Regions from separate parts of the Mus musculus genome. Here regions 2 and 3 are each linked to region 1. A link is a contact called in public Micro-C and promoter capture Hi-C data. All regions are on one chromosome and are shown on one strand. The core of a region is the stretch at or near the end of the contact, and the rest is flanking DNA. Distances in the headings are between cores, read along the strand shown. Region 1 holds the start of Six2 (sine oculis-related homeobox 2). Region 2 holds the start of 4833418N02Rik (RIKEN cDNA 4833418N02 gene). Region 3 holds the start of Rhoq (ras homolog family member Q).

What was found. Promoter capture Hi-C pulls out the DNA fragments that hold promoters and counts their contacts. A called contact is a pair of places that touch in the nucleus more often than the background predicts.
Region 2: a Micro-C map of embryonic stem cells shows a contact between it and region 1, with 5 times the contacts expected there. The contact joins the promoter of 4833418N02Rik here to the promoter of Six2 in region 1. A contact is called at or near these places in 1 of 484 Hi-C or Micro-C datasets (embryonic stem cells) and 1 of 115 datasets of contacts at active chromatin or transcription factors (astrocytes).
Region 3: a promoter capture Hi-C map of embryonic stem cells shows a contact between it and region 1, with 5 times the contacts expected there. The contact joins the promoter of Rhoq here to the promoter of Six2 in region 1.

Annotation. Positions count from the first base shown.
Region 1 is chr17:85,686,244-85,691,084 of GRCm38.p6, reverse strand. Six2 (sine oculis-related homeobox 2) reads left to right here and starts at 2,831. Exons shown (of 2, transcript NM_011380.2): 1 at 2,831-3,692. The coding sequence starts at 3,133. It overlaps CJ186046Rik (a long non-coding RNA gene), which reads right to left and starts at 2,591. Exons shown (of 9, transcript XR_001782258.2): 1 at 1-2,591.
Region 2 is chr17:87,280,616-87,285,456 of GRCm38.p6, reverse strand. It overlaps 4833418N02Rik (RIKEN cDNA 4833418N02 gene), which reads left to right and starts at 2,643. Exons shown (of 5, transcript NR_015506.3): 1 at 2,643-3,283; 2 at 4,695-4,841. Ttc7 (tetratricopeptide repeat domain 7) reads right to left here and starts at 2,571. Exons shown (of 20, transcript NM_028639.3): 1 at 2,047-2,571. The coding sequence starts at 2,233.
Region 3 is chr17:86,960,307-86,965,147 of GRCm38.p6, reverse strand. It overlaps Rhoq (ras homolog family member Q), which reads right to left and starts at 2,037. Exons shown (of 5, transcript NM_145491.2): 1 at 1,401-2,037; 2 at 790-848. The coding sequence starts at 1,542. LOC115488765 (hapless 2-like) reads right to left here. Exons shown (of 3, transcript XM_030250169.1): 3 at 1,602-2,275. The coding sequence ends at 1,602.

The sequences.
Region 1 (4,841 bases), core at 1,582-4,081:
TGTGTGAAGGGACCCTAGCTGAGATTCTAACCTTTTTAGGGCAGGCATCCAGCCGGCCCCCTGCTGCCAAGAGGTTCTGGCCCAAACCTGCTAGAACTGGTTTGTGACAGAGGAAGGAAGGGATAGGTAGTATCATATCACACTCCCGCTTTGGGTAACGGGGCTACAGTTTGTCTATGCTTGCTGGGTAATGACTTTTCATCGGGCACCCTGGGTGGCAGGTCCCTCCTCTGCTCTGCTCTGCTCTGCTCTGCTCTGCTCTGCTCTGCTCTGCTCTGCTCTGCTCTGCTCTGCTCTGCTCTGCCTGCTGCTGAGTGCTGCCTGGAGGCCCTAGGCAGGATTGGTGGCCTGGGGACCACAAGGGAGGCAGCACGGGGATGTCCAGAATTGTGGAGCTCTGGGATTCAGAAAATCTGCCTACTGTCAGCATTGGCAGGACCCAGTCCATCAACTTAAAGCCTCAAAGGCTCATGGAGGGGCAGGTTTGATGACATGAGAGATCATCTTTGTGATGTTAATACTCTCAAACCTACTGCAGGCCAGCACTGAGAGGGGCTGGGGAGAGCACTGAGGCCCCAGCTAACCGGGAAATGGGCCCAGAGTCTTACACCAGGAAGTGACTAACTGGTCTAGCACCCAACCAATGGATGTCTTTCCTTCTCTGGCCTTCTTTTATCAAACAAAAACAAAACAAACAAACTGTGGTGGCTGTGACCAGAGCTGGGATCTTCTGGTCGGCTGAATCCTTTAAACTCTGGTCACTCTTAGCAGCAAGCTGTGCTCTAGAACCTCCGGGCAGTCTGGGTAATATATTTCCCAGGTCCCCTGGAATCCTCAGAGCTCACTAAAGGGCATCCATGTCAAACAGGGCAGCCTGAACACACTAGAGTCTGCCCTACCCACAGAGGAAGTCCACAAAGATGACATCTGGATTTCTGCAGTAACTTGTTCAGGTGCTGGCTTAGCACCAACTTAGGCAGTCTTCTGTTTTCAACTCAAGATAAAGGACAGGGCTCCCAGAGCTAAAGTCTTAGGGAAAGCCACAGTGCTCATCTCTCCCATGCTTACATCATCACAGAAAGACTTGTGGCATTCTGGAGCAGAGGGGAAGTTTGGGAAATGATGCTGGATCCTTAAATAAATAAATATGTACCTTACCCATAAACAACCAGCAACCAGAAACCAACGCTTAGGCTCGGGACTCCATTTTCAATATCTGCCTCTCCATCGCCTTAGAAAGCTGACAGGGTTGTTAACAAAACGAGGTCTAGAGGTTTTAGCATGGTCTGTGCCTCCTTGGATCTTGGCATTGAATGTCACTAGGAGCTTGCAGCTGGGTGGGAAAGGGCGGAATGGATGCCCAAAGGACAAGCCTTGCCAAGAAATAAGCCGTGGGCCTTTCAAACTCTGGAAACTTCAGGGATGTCCCTGACCCCACCCCTCCAGTGCACCCCTAACCTTCTATTGCTTGGATTTTTCCAAAGGACCAGCACTTCGTATGTTCTGGGGGAGTTCTGACAAAGAAACAAAAAGCAGGGCTCCTCCTACCCACTTTCTAAGGCCAATCTTGCCGGAACTTAGCGCTGGGTTCTCAGGCAGAAGAGACCAGGAACCCGAGCCCAGAAGTAGGGAGACAGGAAGCTGGTAAATCCAGTCTCTTCTGTGCACCTCACCCCCACCCCGGGAAGTGCGACAATTACCCTACACACGCTGCCCTGGGCTCCCCGGGGCAGTCTGCGGGTCTATGCGGGCTCCCCTGTTTTGTGTCGCCGCCCTTGCAAGATTCAACTTCCGTAAAGGCCACACGAGACTGCCGGGAGTTTCTCGGGTCCTGGGCCCCGTGGGGTTAAGTCTGAGTCCCCGCCTGGCGAGGAGCAGATCGCGCCGAGTGGGGGCGGTACCGGCCGCGGGGCAAGCAGCCTGCTGCGAAAGGAAGGAAAGGCGGGATCCTCCGGGAAGTTGATTCTCAGGCGTCCAGCTGCGGCCACTGCCAAATCTCTGACTTCTCTCCCCACCTCCTCCCCCTTTCCCTAGGGGATAGACATCTCGGGTCCCGGGTTTCTTGCATGGGGGTGGGGTGTTGTCAGCTAGAAAAGCCAAGCCTTTCAGAGGCCCCCTAAGAGAATCCAAACTCTCCATCCCACTGACCTCCTCCTGGGTTAGTGTCTCTGCCTGTCAGCTGCGACCTTCCGAGCGACGCAGTGACCCAGCCGGAGCTGGAGCACCTGGCGAAGCCTGGGTGAGGCTGTTGCGACGCCTCTTATTTAAAAAAAAAGGGAGGGGTGTCTCACACTTTTTCTCTTGAAGGCTCCTTCTGTCCCCCTCTTTTCCTTTCCTGAAAGGCACCCCCTTAAACGGTCCTCCGCCTTCCCTTCTACTCCCTTCCTTCCCCACTTCGGTCCTCCTCTTTTCTTCGAGGGCCCCCACCCAGCCCCCTCCTTCGGGGTCCTCCTCCTCCTCTGCTCTTTGGGCGTCCGCCCCGTCAATCACCGCCGTCTCGGGGCCCCAGCCCGGCTCCTCTCCGCCTCCCGGGCTCTGGGAGTGCCTGGGGCTCCCGTCTCGGCCAACCTCCGCTCTGTGCAGAGCCGGGGCGATCTGTCAGCGGAGCTGGCCGAGGGGGGCGGGGGTGGGAGCCGCCCGGGCCGCCGGGGCTCGGGTTACCGGTGACTGACAGCGTCTCCATGGCGAATAATTTGACTCGACTATTGTCTGGCGCGGGCAGGCCCCGGGTCAGATAACCCGACCAATCAGGGCGCGGGCCGCCGCGCCTCATGCCCGCTTAGAATAATATTATTAAAAAAGCTGCAAGCGAGCTAGACGGGAGGGAGAGCGAACGAGCGAGGAGCCGGCGAGCGAGCGGCGGGCGGGCGCGGAGCATGCGGAGCGGCGCCCCGGGCGGCCTCCGGGCTTGGGCGCGGGCGAGGCGCGCGGGCGGCGGGGGCGCGGAGCTGCGCGGGGCCGGCGGCGGGAGCGAGGACGGATCGTTGTGACTCAGGAGTCGCTCGGGAGCCGGCGCCTGGCCAGGGGGCCCCGCCCGCCTGTCGGCCGGCCGGGGCCGGCGGGGAGGCGCCCATGCGGGGCCGCGAAGCGCGGTGAGGGCGCGCGCGGGCGGGCGGGCGCGCAGCCGCCACCATGTCCATGCTGCCCACCTTCGGCTTCACGCAGGAGCAAGTGGCGTGCGTGTGCGAGGTGCTGCAGCAGGGCGGCAACATCGAGCGGCTGGGTCGCTTCCTGTGGTCGCTGCCCGCCTGCGAGCACCTCCACAAGAATGAAAGCGTGCTCAAGGCCAAGGCCGTGGTGGCCTTCCACCGGGGCAACTTCCGCGAGCTCTACAAAATCCTGGAGAGCCACCAGTTCTCGCCGCACAACCACGCCAAGCTGCAGCAGTTGTGGCTCAAGGCGCACTACATCGAGGCGGAGAAGCTGCGCGGCCGGCCGCTGGGCGCCGTGGGCAAGTACCGCGTGCGGCGCAAGTTCCCGCTGCCCCGCTCCATCTGGGACGGCGAGGAGACCAGCTACTGCTTCAAGGAGAAGAGCCGCAGCGTGCTGCGCGAGTGGTACGCTCACAACCCCTACCCGTCGCCACGAGAGAAGCGCGAGCTGGCCGAGGCCACCGGCCTCACCACCACGCAAGTCAGCAACTGGTTCAAGAACCGGCGGCAGCGCGACAGGGCGGCCGAGGCCAAGGAAAGGTACGAGTAAGTGAGCATCTGCGCCGGCTTCCCTGGTCCTGGGAGAAACGGGTGCGGGAGGATGGGGAGCTCCTGGACAGGACTAAATCGCACCCGGACCCCGGGTACCAAGCTCGGCCGCAGCTCAGGCTGGCTCAAAACAGCGCTTAGGTCTTTTCTGGAGGCTGAGCGACCCGGAATTTGTCTAAAGCGGGCAAAGCGGTGCGTAAGTTCAGTAACTAATTCCTCAGTCGCTTGTGGACTAAACTGGAAAAACGGCGAGTTTCAGAGAGGGCAGGGCTGTGGGCCTGAATTCCCTGCGAGGTAAGCGTAGGCTTAGGGCCTGATCTTCGAACAACCAAGGGCGTCGGGGATCAGGGGGTTTAGGACGTCACCTCCAGGTCAAAGAGATTTTTAGGGGTCAGGGCAGGGGTTGGAATCTCCCTAGTATTATCTGGGTAATGACTGCAATATCTATGCAAGGTAGACCTATTCCTTGTCTGGGCATAAGAGCTGGGCACAAGAGAGTTGGGAGTTATCCCGCGTAGAAAGGACCCAAAGATGTAAGGCCTCCGGGGGAAATGTCTGCTGAGGAAGAGAAGGCAATCCAGCCTGCCTTTCCTGAACTTGCCAGACCCTTGAAGACCTCGCTCTCCTTAGGTTCTGCTCTCTTTGATGGGCAAGTCGGGTGTGCGAGGTAAACTGGGATCTGCCGAAAGACTGGGAGCTTTCTTTTCTATCGGAATCTAAGACTTTCCAAACTAACCTAAGCTACAGACACCCCTGTAACTGTCTGTAACCCGCTTTGGGCTTAAATCTGGACAAGGAAACTAGGGGATCGAGATCGGAGAGAAACGGATTATGGGAACGGATTTCTCCTTGGGGAACAGCAAAACAAGACACCTGGGTTAGGTGATGTGGATGTGTTGAACACCGTTTGAAGGATCCAGGGTCAGGGTATCGAACAGTAGGGGCAGAAGAGCAAGCTGCAGACTGGACCTGGGTATTTGAAATCCCCAAGTTTGACTTTGAATGGCGATGATGTCTTGCTCATTCCCCCACCCCCCACCCCAAGAAATCTGAAAGAATGGCCGTTAGGAATCCACTAATAGGTTTTACCCAGGATTTCAAATACCCATATCTGGTCAGGGACTGTCCGCAAAAGCAGGC
Region 2 (4,841 bases), core at 1,394-3,893, 1.6 Mb before region 1:
GGGGGGGGGTCAGGGTTTTACTGTGTACTACGTAGCCCTATCTGACCTGGAACTCACTATGGAGCCCAGGCTGGCCTGGAACTCATAGAGATCCTTCTGTCACTGCCCTCTTTCCAGTGCTGAGAGGTTGTGTGCGCCATCACATACACACACACACACAAAAATCAAGATTCTCCTTCTTAGGCTGCAGTTAGGGGGGTGAGCACCAATATTATTTTTCCCCCGGAAAGAAGTTCCTATTCTCTGAGTAACTACAGAATTCAAAGAAAGAGAAATCTCTGTCCGTCCAAAAATGCGCTTGCATGCTCTGGGCAGTATTTGCTTTCCTTCCTCTTGTGTGTGTGTGTGCGCGCGGGAATGTGCACATATGTGTATGTTGTGTAGGTTGGGATTGTGTATCTAAATTTAACAATGAGAGAAAAATCACCCACAGAGCTGAGCAGGGGAGGCCATCTGTTTTTACTGGTCAGTTGTGTTGTCAAAAAATTACAATACATACACAGCCCAGACTGGCCTCAAACTCAAAACCGCCCTCTGCCTTTGGCTCCTGTGTGACAGAACTGCAGACACGTGATACTATGTCCAGCAGGACTGCACTCTGACTTTAAAGTCCATCTTGGAATCCTTCCTCACCTTTTTGGCTCCCTAAACTTTGTTCTCCTGGGATACTGATGAGCCTTCCTGGGAGGGCTCTGAAGAAGAGTGTAGGAAAAGCAGGCCCACGGGACGAAAGGAGGCTCTGCTTCCTGTCTGGGGCCCAGCACCTTGCTCTGTGGGACCAACCTCACTCATATTCCCACACAAGGTACCAGGTACCAACACCTGAGTGTGTCCCGCGTGCACCAGCCCAGAGGATTCCCATACATTTCCTGGAACAGGGAGAAACTGACCACTTCCCCCTGCCATGCTCAGACCTCCTGGGATTCCTGCATGCAGGATGCTGGGAAATACCTTGCCCTTCTATTGTAGGGTCCGCTGCAACTCTGAAGCCTGCTGCCTTTCCTCTGAGCTCTACAATCTAAGCCATAACTGTCTACCATCCTGCCTCCTATCCACTCTAGTTGCTCTGCAAGGGTACTCATCTTTGAGAGAACACAGGACAAACGAAAAGGTGTACTCAGAATCCTGGGTTCAGATTTCACAACTTACTGGCTGATTGATGAAGCTATTTACCTATAAATACAGCAAATCCAGGAAACAGGAGTCGCTGGGAGGAGTGACGGCTAAAGTCCCGAGGTTGGTGTGGCACACAGTAAGCACTATATTGGATCAGGGTTATAATCACCCCATCGCTCCCACAGAGGTGTCCCGGGCTGGGTGGTTTTGGAAAACTCTTTATAGTCGGACTTATTCTCTGCCCACTTCGGAAAAGGTGGGTGTGCACACGCGGCGGGCTCTGAACCTCTCCCACCGCAGAGAGCAAGACACCCGAAACAGGATCTGGGTCTGAAGACTGGGCGGGGTTCTCCCTCTACCCCATCAGGGTGCTTTCCCGCCCCAGCACAAGAGCCCAGCCCAACTAAACCAGCCCTGCTGCAAAAGCCACAGGCTGCCAGGACTGGATGGGGCCAGTGTCCGCCACTGGCGAAGAAACTGAGGTTCGCCGGCCTCTTCTCTGACCAAACGCATCGGTCTAAGTCTGCTGTGGACAGAGCTTGGTCTCAACTTTATTTGAGGGGAAAATAAGAGAAGACACAGAGGAACAAATTTAACATGAGGGAGTTTCGACAGTTTAGGGAGGCAACGGTCCGGTCTAATGAATGCACTTCTCTGATACCTACAGAAACCTCCATTTCAGGGTAGGGTTACCCACGTGACCTTAAAAGGCAGAGAGCACAAACTTTTCTCTTTCTCTCTCTTCTCTTCAAACACCCAATCTGCAAAGCGATTTTTCTCTTGGGACAGACGACTTTCCTAACTGCCTCGGCAAGCCGGAGGGTAGCACCCAGCGCCGGCTCCGGGACGGGTCGGTTGAGTCGCGCTTCCTGGACGAGGCGGTGCTTTTCGCGCGCTCGCTCCGGGCGAATCTGCCCTTCCCTCACTCACCGGTGTCCAGAGTGGTGAACCTGCCGCTCGGGCTGTTTCGCCGGTTGCTACTGCCGCCGCCGGAAATGCCCAGCATCTGCAGATGCCGGGCCAGCTCGAACATGCGGTCCCACTGGCCCTCGGCGCGGCAGCGCTCCACCTCGCTCTCCACCTTCAGGTGGGTGCCGTGCGCGCCCTTCGCAGCCATCTTCGAGCAGGAGCTGTCATGGGAGGTGCGGCGGAGGAGTGGAGACCAGGCCGGGGGCGGCGTCCAGGCTGGGGAGCACTCTCCAGCAGGCTTGACGGGAGTGCAGACGGCATCCGGGGCCCGGGTGGCAGAGGGGGCCCGGGTAACGGCAAGGGGCCCGCAGCAGCAGCAGCAGCAGCGGCGGCGGCAGCGCCCACCGCACCGCCTGGAGCCTCTGGACTGGGGCTGCGGCTGCGCGACCCCAAGGCGTCCAGAAGCAGCCTCCGCCGCTGCTGCAGCAGCTCCTGACGCTGCTGTCTCCTCCTGTGCAGCAGCTGCTGCCACAGCTCCCGCCCCGTGCCCGGGCGTCTCCAACAGCGGAACCTCCCCGGGCCGCGGCTCCACCCCAAAGTGGGCGTGGCTATCCCCCGCCGGGCTAGGCGAGCCGACCGCCAGCGAGGCCACAGAAGCCAAGCGCGCACACGGCGATCTCGGGCCGCCCTCCGCCGGCTCCCCGCCGCTGACTGGGTGCTCACTTTAATGCTGCGGGGAGCCCGGGAGCCCGGGGGCGCCTCGCTCCCCGTTCCCTCCCCATCCCGTCAGGACTCTTGGCCTGGGGTCCTCCGCCCGGACCGCCCGGCTTTGTGTGGTGGCCCCGTCACCGCCACAGCCTGAGGCACGTCACAAATCCGAGGAGCGGCCGACAGGACAGTCCTGGTCCCGGGCTCTTGGCGGATCCGGGTCGGATGCAACGCGCCCGCCCGCAGGGCTGCGGATAGACCGGCCGGGGCAAGTCCCTAAGCTCTTCGGATGTCCCCAACTCGGAGAGGGTTTATGTTTGTTTTAACTGCCGGACTCCTCTTTCCATCGGAATGCCTACTCTGGGTTCTAAAAGAGGATCTCAGCTGATTTTCCACTTGCTGCTACTTTATTTTGGTGTCTAAAGGCTGATCAGAACTCCAGGGAGCGCCCGACTCCGCTCTGCTCCGCTCTAAGGCCAGCGGTGCCCAGAAGTTCAAAGGACTCTGGGCGGGGCTTGGAGGGCGGAGCCAGGACTACCCTGGCTAGAAGGCAAGTATCGTGACCCCACCCTCGGTGAAACTGGAGCTGTCAATCCTGCCTGGGAATTGAGGATGTAGCTAAAACCACAGCCAACACTGAAAAAAAAATCCCCAGGGCCTGTACTTAAGTCACTTGTTGTGAGGTCCATTCCGAAAACGTTCGAGAATGATTTCAGGCAAGCTTTTCAGTAGTTCGAAACTGACCGCTTTCTACTTCTCCGGGAGGTCCTTCCACTCCCTGCCCCTTGCTGCCGGGAAATTTACAGCTTCAAGTTTCAGTACAGAACTAAGGTTTTCGGGTCTATCAGAGCACAGGCTCCTGACGCCCATTACCAGGGCCGGTCCCTATCAAAACTTCAGCTCCTCCGTGTGATCGAAATGAAGCCCCCTTCCTCCCTGGAAGGCAAGATTCCCTGCCCCTGTGTGCAGAACCTGAGGTTCTGCAGAACTAGGTTTCACGGAGGCGGTGGGGCAGGGGGATGGGGTGGGGAGAGGGTTGGGGAAGGCAGAAAGAGTGAAAGACTGACTTGGGTATCCTGAGAATGCGTTTTCAATTTACCTAGTCAGAGTGTTAGTGGGAGATACCCCTGGGGCCAGAGGGAACAGCAGGATTGACAGAAAGGGGAAGGGTAGACTGATAGAAACAAAGAAACCCCATCTTTTCTTCCCATTCTTTTGTCAACCACGGTTGCAAATACTGGAGGACTGGCTGCAGAGAGCATTAGCTCTTGTCTGTTTGACTCTATCATCAGTTTGAGTGTGGGCACGGGAGGGCACAGAGTTCGTGCCTCAGATACAAAGCAAGTGTTCCTCCAGGCGCCTGACCGCGTCTCAGCTCTTTGCTAGCAGAGCCAAGATCCTCATCTTCTAATGACCAGCATTAGGAAGAGAGAGTGGAAACCTATAGGAAAAAGAACAAACGAAAAAGTCACAGAGCTGTGACTGCATTAATAACATCTGGTGAGATAAAAGGCAAGTAGCAAGTGGGGTTTGTTGCATGTGGTGGTGCACGCCTGCTGTCATAGTATTTGGAAACTAAAGGCAGGGGGATTAAAAAGAATTCAAGGCCAGCCTGGGATACATAGCAAGATCCTTTTTTTTTTTTTTTAAAGAAAAGTAATGTTATTTATTTATTTAATTTACATAATCTTGTATCTCACAGACAAATTCAGGATTAACTTTAGTCAAGACCACTCTGATGCCAGCTTACCAAAGCTGCTAGCCAACATCGTGGTGGTCTCCCAATGATTTTACTGCTCCACATGAAGAGGAACAGCTTTGACCCCAACAGTCTTATTAGTGTTTCTAAGAAAGACAATGAAGTTCATGGAGGAAGTATGGGGGGTTGGGGGGCAGGTTGGTATTTTGTTTGAGACAGGTCTCACTATGTTGCTCTGTCTGGCCTGGAACTCACCGTGTAGACCAAGCATCCTGAGTGCTGATACAAACGGCGTGCACCTCCACAATGAGCAGAAGTGTGCATCTTTCAAGTGAGCAACAAAAGACATGAGGAGTGGAAGCCGCCCTGAAGGCTGCTTTGACTGCATTGTTAGTGGCTGTCCCTAGAC
Region 3 (4,841 bases), core at 788-3,287, 1.3 Mb before region 1:
GTTAGGGAGACAGAACCCCCAAGAAAACCCCTTAACCCTACAGGAGAACAGTCTGACCCTTCAGTTTGCCAGCACTAGCCAGAGACTGCAGAAAGACGCGTTCCTTTCCTTTCTGCACATAATCTCTCCAAAGAAAACACAAAGTCACCTGGCCCTCCAGGGGGAAGAAAGCTTCCTCCAAGACTCCAGCTGAACTCTTAACCCTGCCGCCCCAACCCCAGGGAGTGGCTGACGGTTGTTGTTTCTTTTCTTTTTCCCTGTGCTCCTCTGGTAACACCACAAATTACGTTTTCAGGGACTGGAGTCCCAGAGTGCAATGATGTTGTAATAAACACAACCAGGACCAAACGCCTTCCCAGCCTCTTAGATGATGCCATTTCCCACCAATCAGGCTCCTCGGGCAGGCAGACCACTCACCAATGAGGGCCCAGACAGAGGCTGCGAGGGGGAGACCTGGTCATCAGCAACTAAAAATAAGAACGCTTTACCATTGGCTGCTGCCACTTTGCAACAGGAGTTGGGACCCACTCACCAGGCAACACACGTAAAGACCCATACAGTCAAAAACTTTTCACATCGCGGGGTTCACGCTGGTCTGCGTTTTCTTTTGGGTTTGTTTCCTTAATTTGCTGACTTAAGAAAAAAAAAACCAACCTGATCTTGAGGCAGCCCCCCCCCCCAAAACACACCCTCCCACCTAGACACCTCAGTTTCCAAAGGCCCTCCACAGCCACACAGAATTGGCGAGAGATGGGGGTAAGGGAACCGGCCAGAAGCCAAAACACTCACCTGTCCAGCTGTGTCATAGAGTCCCAAGAGGTACTGCTTGCCCCCCACGGTGACGCTGACTGCAAGGACAGAAGTGGGGGGTGGGGAGAGAAGCTCACAGTGATCTGAGATCTAGCACTTTGGCTCCCCACAGTAACCTCCTTTCCCAAATACTGGGAAGCATGTGGGTGCTCCCCAGGAGACAACATTCCCCTTTTATCCGAGTCCACTTCACTGCCAAGTTGCATGAGATATAGGTGTAATGTGGCCCCTGCCATCCACTCCCCCCCCCCCCCAAACCCTGTAGCCACGTCTACTAGTGTTCCCAGATGTTTCCCCTACAGGGGTTTCGGGCAGTAAGGGAAGAGGCAGCTGGAAGGTCAAGAAGGGCGCTCAGGGGACTGAAAAGTGTGGGAGACGGGGCGAAGGGGGAGATAGGAATGGGGTGGGAGTTGCTGCGAGGGGTGGGGTGACCAGAGGCACAGCTTGGGGGGGGGGGTGAAGCCGCCAGGCAGAGGGCACGGCGGGGGAGGGGAGCACGCTCAGGGGAGGCAAGCCAGGGGGCTCAGCCAAAGTTGCTCCAAAGTTCCCAGCCGGGGATCAGCCCCTTAGTCAGCAGGGCAGAGGCGTACCTGCGTAGTGGTCGAAGACAGTGGGCACGTACTCCTCGGGGAAGGCGTCGTTGGCATAGCTCATGAGCAGGCACGTCTTGCCCACCGCCCCGTCGCCGACCACCACGCACTTCAGCATCAGCGCGCCGGGCCCGTGAGCCATGCTGCGGCCGGCCGGCCTCGGGGCATGGTCCCCCCGGAGCCCCCGCCCTGGCCCCGGGCTCAGCCCCAGCCCGCTTGGGGGGTCCGCCGTCGCCGCCGCTCGGCGCAGCAGGGCCGCCCTCCCGGCCCCATGCAGCGGTTCCCCTGACCGGAGGAGAAGGTGCGGCGGGCCCGGGGCGCAGCCGCCGCCGCTTCGATCTCTGCCCCGCTCCCCGCCCTGGCCCGGCTCGCCGCGCCCGCCTGCTGGCCCCGCCGCTCGGCGCCCGAACCCGCTCCCCGGCCCGGCCTCCCCAGGAGGATCCGCCGGATCATAAGACCGTCCGGCCCCAGGGGAGTCGGCAACTTTGGGGAGGGCGGCGGAGGGGAGGGGCCAGGCGGCTCTGCCCGCCCCGCGCCGCTCCGGCCCCCGCCCTCCTGGGCCGGTGAAGGGGGGTGGGGGAGGGCGGTCCGGGCGGCTCCGGAGTGCGGCGCGCCCCGCGCCCGCGCCCGCCGTGCGCTCCTGCCGCTCACCCAAGCTTGACTCCCTGGGAGTCGGGCGCGGAGGCCGAGGAGGAGGCGCCCTGTATCCGGGAGGATGGGGGCTGGGGGAGGGGCTCTTGGGCAGCCGCTAGGAAGGAGCCCAGGGCTCCTCGCGAAAGTGCGGCCAAAGCCCGGAAGCGTCCGCAGGCCCCGGTGCCCGGAGGAGACGTGAAGGCCTTTCGGGGAATCACGACGACTTCCACGGTGACGCAATTCTGCAACATTATACAGATGTGTATATTTAAATTCTGCCTGGAAGGCAGGAGCCATCTCGTCGGCCTGCAAGTGCTCCACGCAACTAGAAATCAGGAACAGCGGCCAAGAGGGTTATAAATATAATTAATAACAATAATTAGAAAGGTGTGCGGAGGCTGGGAGGGTGGTGGGTCTCGGAACTGGAAAACTGAGACTTCTGGCTTATTGCTTGCTCCTCAGCATCACTACCCCACGCTTTTCGCAGCACGAGCTTGAGTCATTTTCTATGAAATCGGTGACTAAGAGATGCAGCATATTGCACCCCCAACCAGCCACAAAGGGGCGAGCCCTTGTCAGGAGACCACAGATGTTATTTGTGCTCCCCCTGGAGGCGACATCGTCCGAGGCTTCCTTTCGCTTCCAAGCGTCTCTCCAAAAGTATTCAATTGTGATCCCTGAGGTATGATGTAGCCTCGCGCTCTGAGACTTGGCCAGTGATTCAGGACCAACCCTGCGCCTCTGTCTGGCAAGTCCGGAAACACTTGTCTGGCCAGGGCCAGTTAGTTGTGTGGCCGAGTGCTGCTTTAAATGTACGGTCTTGGTTCGAAGGCTCACTCTGCGCTGACTGACCCCACACCGCAGCCTACCCCCAAGCTTGCTGACAGGGAAGTCCTTTCCTCTCACCAATTCATAGTGGTAGAAAATGCTGTGTTGAGAGGTGCGTGGGTCACTCATACCCTTGCCCCCGGGATTTAGGTGGGGGAAACTGGGACCAGTGAAGTGGTTACCAAAAGGTTCCCTGTCACTCCCGGTGTTCAAGGGCCACCTGGGGAGATGCCTACTGTGATGCCCTCATTTCACTTCCACGAACCCTGGACGCCAGTTTTCAAGTCATAATCCTGATTTCAATTCGACCAGGAAGATTTCAAATAGTATTTAACGTTCCTTGTGAACGTAGGGGAACATCTCTCCATACCCTGTCCATTGCATTCGAGTGGAGGTACTTGCATTGACTACACTAATAAATCTGAAAGTTACTTCATACATTCTGAAAGGTTAGGAAAGGCACCACACTATCTTGAAGTCAGGTCTTGACACTTTCCCGTGAAGGAGAAGAGAGCAAGGTTTGCTGCTTGCATCACCATTAGCTCTGGCTGTGTTTGCGAAGACTAGTATTCTGAAAGGAGGAAATGTGGAAAGGTTAAAGAGCTGTAGGAGCCAGCTCTGCCGGAAAGCTGAACTTGGTCCAAGCACCACAAGTTAGTAGCATGGCTGGCTGCCTTTCTCTAGGCCTGTTTTCTGCTTTAAAAAAAAAAAAAAATGTGAGCTCATCTTACAGGGACCCCGGGTCCTGGATGGCTTGTGAGAAGCTCTGAGACTCTCAGAGTACACTCCGAGTTGGGGACTGATGTGGGATGAATCATGTGGTGGTGACTTCATTGGCGACAGTGACCTCATTCCCTTGGCCCACAGTGATGCCAGACAGACTGCCAAGAATATTAGAGCTCTGGGGACAGTCACACCTGGTGGATGTGGGGGCGGGGCGGGCCCACTCTAGAACACTGCCTTGACAGTCCATGCACTCTTCAACTGGAATAGTTAGACCTCTGCAAGACCCTCAGTTTCCCATGGGCAAAAAAGAGAATGCCCAAGTGGTAAAACAGAACAAAACCAAAAACAGTTCTCAAATGTCAAGGACTCGGGCACAGGAAACAACTTTGTTTCTGGGCATCCCAGAGGCCTCTGCTCTTTTCCTTTTGTTTGAACTGTGAACACTGAAACAGACACAGGTCTGTGTGAGAACAGTGAGCCCGTCTAGGCCGCCTTCTCTTTTTCCTCTACTCCTTCCTTCCTCCTCCTCATTCAATATTCCACTTAACAAGCATGAATTGAGGTCGACTAGAAGCCAGGCTTTCTTCCTGGGCAGGGGACATCGAGCTGGCAAGTCACAGTCACTAGAGGGGGAGCGGGAAGGAGCTGATGGGAAAACAGATAGTTGCTACATAATGTAATCAGTACTGTGGGAGGGAATAAAGAACAGACTTCTGGAGGAGCCGGGGAGGCAGCAGCGCATAGCTGTGGGTGTGCTGTGGAAGGATTTGCAAAGTTACGGTATGATTGGCCTGGGGCTCTGAGGTCATAGGAAGAGGCCTGGGGAAAGCAGACAGTGCATGCTGGCCGAGGAAGGGCAGCGCAGAACTTCTCGGGCATTCGGATCATCTGAAGTGGACAGGTTATTTGTCAAACCTTATCCCGCTGGGCTGCGTACATTCAGAGAACGTATCTCCATCTCGATAGCAAGAGACAAAGGCATCATGTAGGTGAGCAGAGGTCCTAAAAGCAAGGGCATGGTGAACAAGGGAGTGATTGGCCGCGTGCTGCTGTGTGCGGTACCTGTGTGTCACTCAGTACTTGGTGGTCAGCGATGGAGATAATCTTACTTTATTTCTGAAATGACTCTGCAAGATAAGACTCGTGGACTCGTAGACAGCTATTAGTCCATCTGCCTAGGTCAGCACCATTTGCCTCACGTCTGCCATCAGGCGCTTTGACTGGAGGCTTTCCTCTTACACATCCTGCCTGAGT